Regions from separate parts of the Gossypium hirsutum genome. Here region 2 is linked to region 1. Evidence: chromatin contacts called from public Hi-C data. All regions are on one chromosome and are shown on one strand. Each heading gives the region's core, a stretch centred on a gene start, on an enhancer-like site or on the middle of the called end of the contact. The rest is flanking DNA. Distances are from core to core; before and after follow the strand shown. Region 1 has its middle 29 kb from the start of LOC121220478. Region 2 has its middle 44 kb from the start of LOC121220478.

What was found. A called contact is a pair of places that touch in the nucleus more often than the background predicts.
Region 2: a Hi-C map of leaf shows a contact between it and region 1, with 7 times the contacts expected there. The contact joins two enhancer-like sites. A contact is called at or near these places in 10 of 34 Hi-C or Micro-C datasets (callus, fibers, hypocotyl and 2 more).

The regions. Positions count from the first base shown.
Region 1 is chrD08:48,598,086-48,603,713 of Gossypium_hirsutum_v2.1, forward strand. No RefSeq gene overlaps it. Among protein-coding and RNA genes, the nearest start is that of LOC121220478, 29 kb to the right of the region's middle. Within about 2 kb of position 2,161, at least 1 of the 9 cell types and tissues checked has an H3K27ac peak or open chromatin away from gene starts, as enhancers often do. A contact at or near this core is called in leaf, where this site is marked.
Region 2 is chrD08:48,671,389-48,677,016 of Gossypium_hirsutum_v2.1, forward strand. No RefSeq gene overlaps it. Among protein-coding and RNA genes, the nearest start is that of LOC121220478, 44 kb to the left of the region's middle. Within about 2 kb of position 3,428, at least 3 of the 9 cell types and tissues checked have an H3K27ac peak or open chromatin away from gene starts, as enhancers often do. A contact at or near this core is called in leaf, where this site is marked.

The DNA.
Region 1 (5,628 bases), core at 911-3,410:
GACTCCCGAACCCATTTTTTTGAATTTTGTGGACCAAACTCGTTTTAATAAAATTAAATTGTTTATTAAAAACAACCACTTTTACGAGGTGACCCGATCACACCTCATCAAAAAAAGATTGGTGGCGACTCCCGTTTTCGTTTTCGTTTTCAAAATCCAAGTTGACCCCGTTTTGTCAAAAAAATGGTGTCAACAGTAATCAAATACATAATACCATTCATCAATTTAATATATATAAACATTAAAGTTTAACCATACGAACTTACTTGGGTTAAATTGTAAGATTTGTAGAAGTTCATAGATTGTTCTGCTAACTTCCCTTTTTCATGAGTATCTACGGCCTCTTGATCTAAAATATAAATTATCCATTCATTAGTATATATTTCAGTTCCAATTCACTTCACAATTAATGCCCTCAATTTTTAAAATTACATAATTACCATAACTTTTACAACTTTTACAATTTAGTCCCTTACTAATTAATCTTTCAAATGAGCTAATTTTTCTCAATTGATAATTCATCTAAATATTCTAAGCTATTATATAGCTCTTGATATTCATAATTTTAATACCAAACCCTAATATTTAACCTTTTCACAATTTAGTCCCAAAATCAATATCTATCAAAATCACTTTATAAAATCATCATACAACAAAATTAAAGCTCTATATCCATGTTAATTCATCAAAAACACTCAGCATTCATCAATGGTAACTTTCAAAATTTCCAATAAAATCAAAAACTAATGAAATAGTTAGTTGGACCTAATTGTAAAAGTCTTAAAAACATAAAAGTTCCAAGAAAAAGGCAAGAATTGAACTCACTTGAATCAAAAATATGAAACCAGCTTCTCAAGTTCTCTCTTATGGTGTTTTTAGGCTGAAATTTGGTGTTGAAATGTCTAGAAACTCTTAAATCCCAATTTAGCTATTTTAATTTTTATTTTATTTCCCATTTTGCCCTTGTTTCGCCTAATTTCATGATTTTTTTTCTGCTTATGCCGCCTCAGCCATCCCTTGTTGTGTCAATTTTCCCTTTTGGTCCTCCCTTATTTATCATTTGGGCTATTTAATCACTATTTCTTTAATTAGCAAGTTTTGCACATTTTTCAATTTAGTCCATTTTAATTAATTAACTATCAAAACGTTAAAATTTTTTAACGAAACTGTAATACTACATTAATAAAACTTTTTAAATATTTGTAAAAATATTTACGATTTGGTTTATAAAATCGAGGTCTCGATACCTCGTTTTCTAAACCATTTAACCTAATAAATCCTTATAAAACACAAACTACTAATTCAAAAATTTTCCTAAAATCACATTTAACTCGTAAATACTAAATAATAAAATTTATGAGCTTACTCATCGAATTTTGTGGTCTTGAACCACTGTTTCTGATACCACTGAAAATCGGATTTTTACATTAAGTCTTTATATTTTTTGTACATTTAAAAGTTAGTCCTCCTACAATATTATATAATGATATATCATATAAAATATTAATAATTTATATATATACAAATGTATCGATGATTAAACATTATAATATCATATATTTTATTATAATTTATATTATAATAATAGTTATATATGTATTTATATTTTTAGTAATAGTTATATATTATATTATTAATAATATATTAGTAATATACTAATTTATTATATCAATTTAAGGTCAGGTAATTGGTTTTAGTTTTGATAATAATGATATAATATATTATTATGTTATCATTAATTTTCAAATTTATAGATTTTAATAACTATCAATTTTATATATTTATTATACATATATAATTATAGTATTAAAAATATTTTATATTAAACTAATGTCTTTAAAATTTTATTTCACTTTATTATTTAACATAAAAAATTATTATTAATTACTTCTCCTGTCAGTAAAATTGTAATATAAATATGCAATGTTTATGAATATATTTTCAAAAAATATAGAAGTATCATTTATGTATATTTTAAGTGATATCTTAAAATTATATTAATTATTAATATCTATTATGGTTGTTTAGTTATAAAATCGGGCTTTAAGTCAGAGTTATCTCGGGTTCGAATTTTTTAAGCTCGGATCTGTTACAGGTTTGGGATTTCACGGGCTTGGATCGTTATAGCTCAGGTTGGCAGGGGCGAGCGTTTTGCCAAACTCTGATTGTTCTCCATCACCTGACGCTCAGACACTCATCCGGGTTGTCTCTGGGCGTGAGTTTGTTAAATAATGTTTGGGCTTGAAAAAACGGATGTGTGATAAACTTGGGCCTCGCTGATCTCTAACAGAGATTGAGTTTTGAGCAATATCCTGCCATTTTTCTCACAAAAATGGATTTCTGGGGTTTCGAGTCGAGCATGAAAAGTTGCAGCAAACACAAGTTCTAATGTAGTAGTTATTACCAGAAAGTTTAATAATTTTCAGAAACCAAATTAAAAGAAAAAATAAATTAATTCTTTCTTTCGTTACTTAATAAGCTATGATACATCTATAGAATAAAATAATACATCATCTAAAAAATGAACACAAATAAATTTATTTTTAAAAATTTGAAATAATATATAGAATTATACACCGATATTTGTAATAAACATTAAAATATTATATCTGCCGAATTTCAGCAATTTTAATGTTATGGGTTAAATTTGATGTTGAAATCACAGGAAAATATAAATTTATAGCTTGATTGTATGCAATATTTTATATAAACTCAAGTACTTATACATTAATTTCATTTTAATCAAACTTTGAATTGAATACTATCATAATTGTTTATAATTTTGAGGTTAAATCAATATATAAACATCTTTTATAAGCACAATATTGAAAGAAGACAGATTTTAACCGATAAAAAATTTAATTGTTACTAAATATAAGACTCTGAGAATAAAATATAATAATTAATAATAAACTAATATTTAGAATAAAACTGATTAAAATAATAAAAGTAAAAAGTAAAATTATCTAAAATTTTAGATCACACTCGTAATGTTAAATAACTTAAGAATTAGTGATATTGATATTACATTTTATAACCAGATTATGAGTTCTATACAATATTTAAAATCTAAACAAAATAATCTTAATTAGAAATATAAAGTAAGATTAAAAGTGAATAAAACGCACCTTATCCGGTGGTGGGAAGCAAGGCGAATGGGAGAAATAATGTCATATAAGTAAAGCCTGCCAATCTTTCTAATCAACTGTTTCTTCTTGTGTTGTGTTCCTCGGCATCCCATGAGTAAAGCAAATAGCAAGGGTTTTTTTACACAAATGGTATATAAAAAACAAAATATTGAAATAGGATGTCAGAAATTTTTTTTATCAAAATAGGTTACTTTTTTATTGGAGCCTATTAGGTAGGCGCGAATGAATAAAAAAATAATTATTTTTTTGAATAAAATATTTTTTATATTTTTTTAATAATTTTTTTAAAAAAAATACGAGTCAAAATACAGTCAATGGGTCGGGTCGGGTCGGGTGGTGCCTATCAAGTAGGCGCCAATGAAGGTGCCTCACAGAGAGGCGCCAATGAATATTGTAATTTTGTATTAATATTGTAATTATTTTATAATTAAATTTGTATTTATAGTTTTGGATTAGTATTTTGTATGAATATTGTAATTTTTTATATGAATATTATAATTTTGTATGAATATTGTAATATTATAATTTTGTATGAATATTGTAATTTTGTAATTTTGTATGAATATTGTAATGTCGGGATATATTGTAATATTGTAATTTTTTGTATGAATATTGTAATTATTTTATAATTAATTTGTTAGTAATTTAGGATTATGTTATAAATTTTTGTGTTTGTAATTATTTAAAATTTAATTTATTAGTAATTTAGGATTAAGCTATAAGTTGTTGTGTTTAGTTTAATATTTGGTGAGTTTACATATAAAGTTTATAAAAAAATTAAAAATCATCTTATTAAAAGTTTAATTATAAAAAAATTAAAAATCATTTTATTAAAAGTTTAATTATAACTGACTTTTTTAATCATATGGTTGTTGTTAACTAATTTAATTTTTATATAATGTAACTTTTATATAATTAAATTTTATTTGATTTTGTATTTATTTAACAGTATTTATTGATTTTTTGAAACAAATTAACTGAATTCATTTTTTTGATTACAAAATTACAAACACAAAATTACAATATTCATATGAAAAATTACAATATTCATACAAAATACTAATCTAAAACTATAAATACAAATTTAATTATAAAATAATTACAATATTAATACAAAATTACAATATTCATTGGCGCCTCTCTATGAGGCACCTTCATTGGCGCCTCTCTGTGAGGCACCTTCATTGGCGCCTACCTGATAGGCGCCACCCGACCCGACCTGTTGACCGTATTTTGACTCATATTTTTTAAAAAAAAATTATTAAAAAAATATAAAAAAAATATTTTATTCAAAAAAAAATATTATTATTTTATTCATTGGCGCCTACCTAATAGGCTCCAATGAAAAAGTAACCTATTTTGGTAAATTTTTTTTTGACATCCTATTTCAGTAGTTTTTTTCTATACCATTTGTGTAAAAAACCCCAAATAGCAACTTATGGAAATTTTGTTGTGAACAATATATACACCTCGTTTTTTGTTCTTTCACTAATTCCCAACATCGGCAAAATCAGCCTTCCATTCAACTGATAGTCACTCATGGAAACCTCCTTAACCCTGTTTGTAGGGCCTGGATTTTCATTACCTCATTTTATGATCAAATTTAGGGTTTTAGATTAACATGTCATGGGACCAAAACCTTTTTCTTCTTTTTTGCTTTAACAATGAAAACTCCACTATTCGTTCTAGCCACCTAGCTAGCTATATATAGACAGAAACTAAGTTAGTGATTATGCAAAGCAGGTAAGAAAGCTGATAAAAAAAACAAAAAAACCCATGTGTATGTGTGTATAAGTGAAGGACATTTATATTTGGTTATTGCATGCACTTAATTACTTCAATCGGAATTTCAAACTGTTAAAAGAAAGGGAAAGAATTTGACTTCCATTTTACCTTCGATCCTTTTCTCAGGCCAAGCATTGTTCCAAAGGTTTCACTTTGAGGGAAGATGCAACCAACCTTCTCCACCTTGAAACCCTAGAGAGGTTAGCAAATAATAATAACAATAATAATCTACCGAAGTTTAAAGGTAGATCTGAAAGAGACAGATCGGATACAGGAAGCCATCATGGGAAAAACCTGCCTAATGATGAACCAGAAAGGTGTGTTTGGACTGACAAAAACAACATCATGCATTCACAGAAAAAAAAAACAAGGTTAATGATGAAAAGGAAATTGGTCAAAGCCCTTATCATTGCACCAATCTGCAAATAAAAAAAAACCCTTAATTGCTCTTAAAACAAAACAAAGTACCCAATGACGTAAATAAATCTTCCAAAAGAGGAAAATAAAAAAAGGGGTAACACCGAAAAATCAAAATAATCAATTAAGCTGAAAATCAAACCTTTTACATGCTGCAGTCCATGATGTAGAACATAGCCTTTGTTGGGAAGTTCCATTTAGGAGCAGCAATTGGGGGGGAATGAAGCCTGGTCCGACGGCACTGGCACAAACCTCAATCCCTTACTCCATTACAACA
Region 2 (5,628 bases), core at 2,178-4,677, 75 kb after region 1:
TTCATGCAAAATTCACACATGTCTAGTTAGGAGCATTTGATGCATTTTGATCTTGCCATCCTAATCATTAGGCATAGTTAGGTTCATTATACAGGTCATGTTCCACAGAGAACAGATCAGTAAAAGAGCAGATCTTGCCTTCCTACATTGACAGTGGAGCAGATCGAAGACGATGAATCTTATCTTTCCAAGATAGTAGAAAGCAGATTTAAGCCACCAAGTCTTGTCTCCCTCAGCAGCAGCGGAGAAGGTTGAAGATTGTAGATCTTATCTCCCTAAGCAGTAGTGGAGCAGATCGAAGACGGCGGATCTTTCCAAGATAGTGGGAAGCAGATTTAAGCCACCAAGCCTTGTCTCCCTCAGCAGCAGCGGAGAAGGTTGAAGATTGTAGATCATATCTCCCTGAAGTTGCAGTGGAGTGGATTAAAACCTTAGATCTTATCTCTTTGAAGTTGCAGAGAGCAGATCGCATCTAGTCTTATCTCCCTGAAGTTGCAGTGGAGCAGACTAAGTAAGCAAGTCTTATTCTCCTGAAGTTACAGTGGGGCAGACTGAAGATGGCAAGTCTTATCTTCCTGAAGTTGTAGTGGAGTAGATTAAAACCGATAATCCTATCTCCCTGAAATTGCAGTGGAGCAGATTAAAACCTTAGATCTTATCTCTCTGAAGTTGCAGAGAGCAGATCGCATCTAGTCTTATCTCCCTGAAGTTGCAGTGAAGCAGACTAAATAAGCAAGTCTTATCGTCCTGAAGTTGCAATGAGGTAGACTAAAGATGGCACTAATTCCTATACTTCTGAAGATGTTTCATGTTCCAGCAAGACCGAACAAAATTGGGCATTTTTAAAGTCTTTGCTCCGTTCCTGTTACACGACAACGAGCAAAGAGGGGCAGCTGTAATACCCAATTTTAGCCCGGGCTCACATATGGAAACATAATTTTTGAGGATATGCAATCTTAGATATGATATGCAATCCTAGATATGATATGCAATCTTAGATATGATATATGCAATCTTAGATATGATATGCAATCTTAGATATGATATATAATCTTAGATATGATATGCAATCTCAGAATATATGATTTTGTAATCTTAGAGATTTAATTTGTAGATACCCTTTAATCTCAGCCGTTGATGTAACTGATTTGTACCGTTGGATTTGGTGAGGCTCAACTATAAATAGAGGCCTCTCCCTTCAAAAAAAAGAAGAAAAGGGGAAGAGGAATAAAAAAGAGAACGATTGACAGTTTTTTTAAAGGTGGCTTACTATTTTTTTCTTTCGATTATTTTTTTACTTATTTATGATTTAAAAAAAGGGGGAAGGTGATACCACTGCGAATTTTATTTATTTTATTTAGCCCCTCCGCCTTTTAATGTTTTTGTAATTAAGTTTTTTTATTTTTCTTAATTTACCCTTTTATTTATTTTTATTTCAATTGGGTCTAAGTTGAACGGCATCGTTTTAGAGGAGAAGGAAAAATTTCCCTTCCAGCCCCTCTATGTAATTCGCGCGTTCAAATTAATCCTTTTACTTTTATTTATTTACAGATTTACCCTAGTTTTTTATTGCAATTCAATTTAGTTTTTCTTTTCTTTTTTTGTTCTTTTCATTTATTTTATTTATTAATAACGTAATCATTTTTTTAAAATCTATACATGTATATTTTATGCACATATTTTTAACTTATATTTTTCTCACATTTATATATGTATATATATATGTATATATATTTTTTAAAAAATTAATTTTGATAATGTACTCATTATTTAATTTTTTATCTATGTATATTCCTTTTATATGTACATGTATATATATTTTTTAAAACGAATATTTTCCTATATTTTTTAATGAATATTTTCATATTTATATGTATATATTTACGTTTTTTTAATGATTAAATACTCACTTTTTCTTTTTTAAAATATACCAATTTTTTATTATTTTATATATTATGTATTGTATTTATATATAAATTCTATAACCCAAAATTTTATTTGTAAATTATATGTATATTTTTAATCTTCATAATTTTCATGTGTATATTATATGCCTTTTGATCCTTATTTATTTGTTTGCTATCCCATCCATTGTATAATTGTGTTTACATTTAATATTTTGCATGTCATGGATTAACTTTTTTATTATTTCGTTTATTCATTTGCTTATATTATTTTTATGTCGATGATGTATTTATTATTGTTATTATTATTATAGCATTTGTATGTATAAAATCACGTTACATCATTTTTTACTCAAATTTAAAGATAGAAATTTTTAAAATTGAAATAATGTTCGTATTTAGGATTTTCAAGAGAATTGAGCCCTAACGTATTGGGTTCCGATTTTCTTCGTTAAATCCGACAATCGAGCATTTCTCTTCAATCAAAAAAATAAAAACTCATTATTGGGAATTCAACACGTTGTGTCCTAACGTATTGGATGTGACGCATTGATTTCTCGAAATGAAGATTTTTTTTAAAAATCATGAAGGAAATATTCCGAGTTTGAGATTCTAAAGGAATTGTGCCCTAACGTATTGGGTGTGATTTCTTAAATCTTGGATAAGTGGATGTTCTTTTAAAGTAAAGGAAATATTCCGAGTTTGGGATTCTAAAGGGATCATGTCCTAACGTATTGGGTGTGATTTCTTAAATCTTGGATGAGTGAATGTTCTTTTAAAGTTTTATTGTATAAATATTCTGACCTAATTCATTTTGGGAGAAATTAGAATGTTGTGCCCTAACGTATTGGGTATGGCATTTTTGCTTCTCTGAATTGAAAAGGGTCTTAATATGCAACGTTTTAAGTTTTTAAAGATTATATTTTTAAAATTTTCGACCTTAAGACATTAATTAATTAACTAGGCACCAATTTTTGGGCGTAATGAGGGTGCTAATCCTTCCTCATACGTAACCGACTTCCGGACCCGTTTTTGTAATATTCGTAGACCAAAGTCGTTTTAGGTGACCCAATCACACCTTAATAAAAGATTTGTGGCGACTCCCAATTTTTATTTTTTAAAGTCGGCAACCTAAATTTTTTTTTGTTTTCAAAAAAATGGTTTCGACACTCCGAACCATAGAAGGAGACCTACTAATGCGGGAAAGTCTAGTATGGAAGGAAAGAAAAATTAATTGATGACTGAAGGAGCAAGCAATTCGTGCTTCCAAATATTGCCAATCAATGGCGATGAGGATGCAACTGAATCTGCGCAAGAAATTGTTAATGTCCAACAGAAATATATAGATAATCAAACAAGGAAAGAATCATGGTAGGATTTTCACAAAGAAATAGCTTTGGAGGGTTTGATGAGGTTTTCAAATGGAAGAATCGAGATTTTTAAGCAAAGAAGGCAGACGTATGCAGGTGGGTGAAGGAGAAAATAAGGAAATTGGGCAGCGGGTCCCACCTGGGTTTAAACCAATTACTGTTTGTGTATATACTTTACCAAAATCAAGTCATAAAGTGGTAACTATTGAGGATAATAATGTGGTAGTGGGCCTGCCTAATCATGAAAGTAATTTATTGGTAATGGGTCAATCCAATCATGAAAGTCATTTGTTGACTTCTTCTTCAAAAACTCCCATGCATGCAACAAATGACTTGGGCACATCCATGCATGAGATAACCAATAGGGGTTTTAAGGTGCGAAAAAAAAACAAAGTCGTGCCAAACCTTTAGGGGTGTTGTTATCTGACTTGGTTGATTCAATGACTCGTGAATTAGATAATCATGATAATATTTTGGGGTTTAAAGCTAATTTGAAGTTGTTTTCAATTTCGGATGGCATGACTGAAGAGCAAAAAGATGATGACCAGGTCCACCGTTCTATTTCTCCTTTTATTTAATTATGTCTCATTTCTTTTTATGGAATTGCCAATGAGCAAATAACTCTCAATTTGGTAGATATTTTAATTTTTTTTATGAAACATTATAATTCTTGTCTTGTCACTTTTTTTGAAACAATGATAAGCGGTATGAAGGTGGACAATTTCATTCGGAAGTCTGGTTTTGATAACTCTTTAAAAGTTGAAGCGAAAGGTTTCTCTGGTGGTATTTGGATTTTATGGCGGAAGGAACTGGATGTGAATATTATTCAAGTAAGTAATCAATTTATTCATATAATTTACAAGTTTGATTATCATAAATTTTCATGCTATGCTACCATGGTTTCTGCAAGCCCTAACCCGAAAAAGAGGGTAGTGGTATGGAACCAACTGTTAAGTTTAGCCCCGCCTAACAATGAACCTTGGGTCCTTAGGGGTGATCTTAATGCGATTGTCTCGACTAATGAACGAAGAGGTGGTGCTAGGAATGGGTCTTTGGGTAATGTTCCTTTTAAGGATTTTATTTTTCAAGGGGTCTGTTGGATCTTGGCTATATAGCGGTCCAAAATTTACGTGGGGAAGAGGGAATCTTTTTCAAAGGCTTGATCGATGCATTGGTAGTAAGGAGTGGATTAATATGTTCCCTAACTCTCTGGTGAAACATTTGGAATAAATTGGATCGAATCATCGTCCGCTTCTTTTAACTATTCATAACAGAATCAGCAAATCTTGTATTCAAGTTTCTGGCAGCTTGGCAAAATCACCCTCTTTTTAAAGGTTTCCTTTAATCAGTTTGGGGTCCAAAGAAATATGCTCTTACGAATATAAATGTGTTTACTCGTGATGTGAAGAAATGGAATGTGGAGGTGTTTGGGCATATTGGTAAGCGAAAACGAAATATCTTTCGACAACTAGCGAGAATTGAACATGCTTTGTATAATTCTAATTCAATTTTCCTCCTCCAATTGGAAAAAGACTTGAAAAAAGAATTAGACATTCTTTTGAGTCAATAAGAGAGCCTTTGGATGTAAAGGGCCTACTCTAAATGCATCACGGAAGGAGAACAGAATATGTAGTTTTTTCATCTCACTGCATCGCATAGACATCGTGTGAATAGTGTACATGCTTTGCGATTCGATTCTGGTGAGTGGTGTGATGATGATTGGGTATTAAAAACCTTGGCTATAAATTTCTACAAATACCTGTTTACCAAAGATGATTCGGTGAAAGGTTTTTCTGCTATGAGGGGTTATTTTCCTCCTTTGGAGGCACTGGTATTTCAAAAATTATCTGTTGAGGTAATCGACGATGAGATTAAGAAGGTTATGTTTGACATGCATCCACAAAAATTACTGGGTATTGATGGGATGCATGTAATGTTTTATCAGAAGAATTGGGAAGTGGTTGGGAGATCTATTTGTTCATTTGTTCATGATGCTTTCTTGGATGGGAATATCGATGATTGGGTAAATTGTACAGTCATTGTTCTTATTCCAAAGGTGGAAAAACCAGAACAGATTCAATATTTTTGAATGATAAGTCTCTGCAACATTCTCTATAAGGTGATAACAAAAGTTGTGATTAACCGTATGAAGGAGTTCATAAGCAATTAGGTTCAACTTAATCAAGTTAGCTTTGTTCCTGGTCGTTCTATCTCAGATAATATTATTATTGCACAAGAGATTATACACACCATGTAGAAGAAAAGGGGTCAAAAAGGATTTATGGCAATGAAAATTGATTTGGAAAAGGCTTATGGTAGGTTGGACTGGAAATTTATTAAAGATACCCTTTTGG